Linked DNA regions of Rattus norvegicus: region 2 is linked to region 1. Evidence: chromatin contacts called from public Hi-C data. All regions are on one chromosome and are shown on one strand. Each heading gives the region's core, a stretch centred on a gene start, on an enhancer-like site or on the middle of the called end of the contact. The rest is flanking DNA. Distances are from core to core; before and after follow the strand shown. Region 1 overlaps Stk4 (serine/threonine kinase 4). Region 2 holds the start of Rbpjl (recombination signal binding protein for immunoglobulin kappa J region-like).

Evidence for each region. A called contact is a pair of places that touch in the nucleus more often than the background predicts.
Region 2: a contact with region 1 is called in a Hi-C map of kidney, with 3 times the contacts expected there. The contact joins the promoter of Rbpjl here to the enhancer-like site in region 1. A contact is called at or near these places in 8 of 12 Hi-C or Micro-C datasets (the A7r5 cell line, the Rat2 cell line, Schwann cells and 5 more) and 1 of 1 datasets of contacts at active chromatin or transcription factors (oligodendrocytes).

What each region holds. Positions count from the first base shown.
Region 1 is chr3:173,216,201-173,218,900 of GRCr8, forward strand. All of the region lies in intron 10 of Stk4 (serine/threonine kinase 4), which reads left to right. Among named protein-coding and RNA genes, the nearest start is that of Kcns1, 45 kb to the right of the region's middle. Within about 2 kb of position 1,416, at least 1 of the 93 cell types and tissues checked has an H3K27ac peak or open chromatin away from gene starts, as enhancers often do. A contact at or near this core is called in kidney, where this site is marked.
Region 2 is chr3:173,552,064-173,554,763 of GRCr8, forward strand. Rbpjl (recombination signal binding protein for immunoglobulin kappa J region-like) reads left to right here and starts at 1,435. Exons shown (of 12, transcript NM_001108604.1): 1 at 1,435-1,609. The coding sequence starts at 1,588. Matn4 (matrilin 4) reads right to left here. Exons shown (of 11, transcript NM_001106539.1): 2 at 199-313. The coding sequence starts at 277.

The DNA.
Region 1 (2,700 bases), core at 166-2,665:
CTTGATATTAAAAAAACCTTCATATTTTCATCTGAAATTGAATACTTATCCCATTTCTAAAATTGAATTGACTTATTTACCAAGTTGAAAGAAAACCTTCAGTGATTCCCTGTAGTGTTTAAGATATGTAGTGATTTCTAAAAAATACTGCTTAGAAATGCAGTAGGCTTTAAAAGTGATATTTCTATAAACCGATCACACTTTTGAAGAGAATATTCCTTTTAGAAGAACTTGTACATTCTCATTTTGCACAAAATTCCACAAAAAGCTTTAAATTTAAATCCAGTTTGGTTCATGACTCTTCAAAAGCAAAACTCCACCCTGTAATACTTTAGTTTACGATAATTTACCAGCTCAGAGTAGATGCACAAGACAGAGCCTGTGTTTTCATTGAGTTAATGATGAGAGAAACAAACATAAATAAAATCAGTTAGGCTACAACAGTGGCTAATTTGTTTTTTTTTTTTTTTTTTTTTTTTTTTTTTTTTTTTTTTGGTTCTTTTTTTTTTTTTCCGGAGCTGGGGACCGAACCCAGGGCCTTGCGCTTCCTAGGTAAGCGCTCTACCACTGAGCTACCCCAGCCCCAACAGTGGCTAATTTGTAAAACATGGTAAAGAGAAATCATGGAGGAGGCCTTGTATAGACAGAGCATTCCGTAAGACAGGAGGAACAACATGCCGTCAGGTCAGGAGGCTCTTCACAGACTGAGCTGTACACAGACACAGCTGGGCATAAAGGAAGGAACGAAGTCAGTGTCTGGAGCTGAGTGACAGACAAATGCAGACACTCTGGAAATCACAGAAAATGTGATTAAAAGTACCTGTGTTCTAAGAGTATATAAAAGATAAATCTCAATACAGTGTTACCAAAAAGCTCAAACTAGAGAAATAGAGAAGAACAGACCATGAGAACACTCACTGAGGTAGAAGTGGGGTGTGTAGTGTGCCCCTGGAGGCCTTGCTGCTTGGAAGGCTAGGGTGAGGGCTCCAGCCAGGCCAGTGTAGTAAGACTGCATCTCAAAACAACAGAATTGAAGACTGCATTCTATGGAAGAAACCTGCCTTATATTACTATGGGGTATGGGTGGGCTGGAGAGGATGAGAGTCTGAATCTATGTGAAGCCTATACATCTGTTGATGGGTGAATGGATAAATGTCACATCCAGTTACAGTATAGACTAGACATAGGAAGAACGCAGTGGACACTGAAAGCATAGCAATAGTATAAATATCGCTTTCTCAAGCATGGACCGTTCAGGAGCTAGAGACAGCTCAGTCAGCAAAGTTCTTGAGGATCTAAGTCCAATGTCCAGAACCACATTTAAAAAAAAAAAAAAAAAAAAGAGACCCAGGGGTGGTGATGTGTGCTTATCACCTGGTCTTGGGGAGGCAGACACAGAGAGTAGATCCCTGGGCTTACTGACCAGCCAGCCTAGCTTATATAACACTGTAGCCAACGGATGACTGCCTCAGAGAGAGAGAGAGAGAGAGAGAGAGGGGGGGGGGAGGAGAGGAGAGAGAGAGTGTGTGTAGCGGTGGCGGGAAAATCTCTGTCCTTATGAAGAGAACAAATTGGTCACTAGGAGGAGGGAAGCCTGGCTTGCGTGGACTTTGGAGTGGGATAAGTACTTATGACTAGGGACTGAGGGAGCATGGAGGCTGGGATGGGCTTTGATATGCAACCAGACCTCTAGGTCCCTCCATCCAGGGGTAAGGGAAGTGGTTCTTGGGGCAGATGGCAACAGAGTTCCCTAGTTCCTGAGGGATGCTGGCTTTTATCTAAACACCAGAACCCCCTATAGTCCAGACTGTGCTGAGCCTGATTCAACTTTGGACCTCGTTGGTGGGCCTGCTCTTTTTGTGGGGACATGGGGTACCCTTTAGACCTGACAGGAATATATAGAATACAACAACAAAAAGTGGTACTCTGGAAGATGTATAATTTTAGGTTCCCAGAAAGACCATAGCTAAAGCATTAAACAGGATAAATATAAGAGCAGAATTCAAAGAAATAGGAACGATATTGATCCATAAGACCAAGTCAGTGTCTGGGGGGACGTGGCTTTGATTGAGTTTTAAAGGGTTATATAATGGCCCATCCTAACCATCTTTACTGTGTGACCTCTCTCTGGGCTTTTCTCATAGAATGTGCTGATAACGCTTTTGTAAAGCATGCTGTAGGGGCTGAGGGGTGTGGCTTAGTGTCAGAGTCTAGGCATAGCCTCAGCCTGTCTAGCTAGCATGAAGCTCTCCGGCTTTGGTCCCCACCACTACATAACAAAACAAAGCAAAAATCAGAGGAAAAGCCCATTCTATAAGAAACACCATAATGACCCTTGGGAAATCGTGGCAGATGGAGGCCCAGTGTGAGGCTAGCCTGGTCTACGTGGCAAGCCCCTCTTAGAAAAGCAGGAAACATGGTGGGCTGGTAGGTCAGAAGAGAGTGGGAACCTCAGCCAGAACCTGGGGAATGTGCCCGGAGGTCTTGCTTGAAAAAATTTTCTTTTTCTTTTTTGGTTCTTTGTTTCGGAGCTGGGGACCGAACCCAGGGCCTTGCGCTTCCTAGGTAAGCGCTCTACCACTGAGCTAAATCCCCAGCCCCAAAAATTTTCTTTTTCAAATTAAAAGTTTTTATTTTAAGTGTATGGGTGTTTTGACTACATGTATGTCTAAGTACCACATGTGTTCAGTGCCTGAAGAG
Region 2 (2,700 bases), core at 185-2,684, 340 kb after region 1:
GGGATGAAAGGGAAGCCTGAATCCAGCCCGGTGTGTTTCAAATCCCAGCCCTCCCCCTCCGTCCCTAGCACATACACACGTCTGTCAGTCCGTCTGTCAGTCCCCTGCGCCACCCCCTCCGGAAATGCTGGCTCACCGCGGATAGAGAAACTGTTTCTGCTCCCTTCCTCGCATGCTGAGGGCTGGGATCCAGCTCACCTGCAGGCTGTAGCTGGGTTTCCCAGGACTGCAAGAAAAGCAGCAACAGAGGCAGTGGCCAGCAAAAAGGGCCCTTCATGGTGCTTGGAAGGATGAAGAACCGAAGTGTCACAGCCTGCAGGCAGAAAGAAGTTGGTAACGTTTGGACTTCACTCTTATATCAGGGGATGTACACTTTGGTTTTGCATCTATTCAAAATGTCTTGCCACGAATTGGTAGCACAGTCAGGAGGCAGAGGCAGGCAGATCTCTGGGAGTTGAGGCCAGTCTGGTCTTCACAGTGAGTTCCAGGCCAGCCGGGGCTACATAGTGAGATCCTGTCTCAAAACAAGACAAAAAGACTCATGATAATTTTTTTGACATCACCACACTGGGATTGCTGAAATTCACAGGGAAGCCTTTGTAGAAAATGACATTTTGCAGAACTACAGGACACCAAGTAAATAAGAAGTAGACAAAATCACATAAAGCTCAAAAGGAGACAAATGCCTGTATTTAAAAAAATTAGGGGTTGGGGATTTAGCTCAGTGGTAGAGCGCTTGCCTAGGAAGCGCAAGGCCCTGGGTTCGGTCCCCAGCTCCGAAAAAAAAAAAGAACCAAAAAAAAAAAATTATATGGGGCTGGAGAGATGGCTCGGTGCTTAAGAGCACCGACTGCTCTTCCAGAGGTCCTGAGTTCAAATCCCAGCAAACACACGGTGGCTCACAACCATCTGTAAATAAGATCTGAGACCCTCTTCTGGTGTGTCTGAGGGGAGCTACAGTGTACTCATATAGAATAAATAAATAAATAAATTTTTAAAAAATTATATATAGTATATATTACAGATCATACACACCATATATACATGTGTGTATATATACATATACAAATACATATATATACATATATATAACATACATCCCCCCCCCCTTACAGCAGGAAAGTGGCTGTGGCTGAGATAGAGTCCTGTCTATCTGGTGTGTGAGTCAGCCAAGGTGCTTCACATGCTCTTCTTCTACAGACAGAGGTCATTCGCCATCTTCCCCACACCCTGGGCCACAGCTCTGCCACACCGAAAGCAACTCCTGGTGTCTGAGTTGTTAGTGGTGGGCCAGTAAATCCTACACAAGAAATGCCTGTTACTTGCCTGCTCTTAAAAAAGTGGCCGCCAGGGGGCGCATACTGGATCTGGCTTCTACGCCGTGGGAAGCCTACATCTGCCCAGCAGGTGTCCCTGCCCAGAGCAAACAGCGGCTGGGAGTCCCGGGACCTTGAAGATTAGGCTTGGACGCGATAAATCCAGAGCGAGGATCGGCTCGGGGCTTATTGGTGTGAACGGTATCGAAGACAGTGGCAGTAGACGTGCCCAGAGGGCAGCGAGAGAGCGGCCTGGGCCTCGACGGCGGCCATGAACCCCGGGGAGACAACAGGTGAGCCTTCTCTTTCCTGTGTAGCTTAACTAGGTCCTCTGAGAACCACGAAGGGAACACACACACACACACACACACACACACACACACACACACACAGTATGGATGGAAAATGAGGGGCCCAATAAGGCGGCTAGCTGGGCTCCAGGCACAGAATTAAACCCAGTAGTTACCCCCCACCTCCCACCCCATCTCTGTCTCTTCCCCCAGAGCAGCCTGGTTCCCTTGCACCTAAGAATCACTAAGCCTTTCTTCCGTTCCCTACCCCACACCCACATGGCACACTGAGCCTGCTCTATCCACTTTTCTGTGGTTTCTTGGCAGAGTAGGCTAGCGCCCCCTAACCCAGCGCTCCCCCTCCCCCCCCCCCAACTTCCTTGAATGAGCCCATTCTGAGCAAGGCCGATGAGTGGCTGACTCCAGACCGGCTTCCTATTCAGGATTCTTCTCCCTTCTGGCTTTCCAGGGAGGGTAGAGGAACAAAACTCCTTCTGGCAGGGTCTGTCGTAGTATGGTGACGAGCTAGCTAGATGTGCCAGCGGCTTGTTGGTGGAGGTAGACGGAAGGGCAAGCCTTTTGTAGAGTGAGGCATAGCGAAGGCAGCACCGCAGTGCAAGCATCTGAGTAAAGGTCCACCGGGCCTTTGGATTCAGGGTTGGCTCTTGACTAAGGGCTCCCTTATCCTGCTCTTGGCTTAAATCAACACGAACTTGATGTCACCTCGCTTGCACCCCAGGTCTCTTAAAAAGTCAAAACAGCTGCGGTCTGGACTTCAGCTTTCCAAACCCGCTGATCCACGGGGGAAAGTCGGTCGAGGGAGGGCAAAGAGAGTCATCGTTCAAAGGCTTGCTTTGAAGTGGTAGCCCATTAGAGTGAACCCAGATCTCCAGATAAGGATCCTTGAATTTAAGAGAAAGTTTCTCAGATGCCCCGAGGATAGGGAAAGTGCACTCCAAAGAGGTCTATGAGTTCAAGAGCTAACCCGGAATGGACACTTTGGGAAGGTGCCAGACGTGGAGGGAGGAGATTAGGCAAGGAGAACCTGCGTTTTGTTGGCCTCGCTGGAGAGGATTGGAAAAGGTACTGCAGGT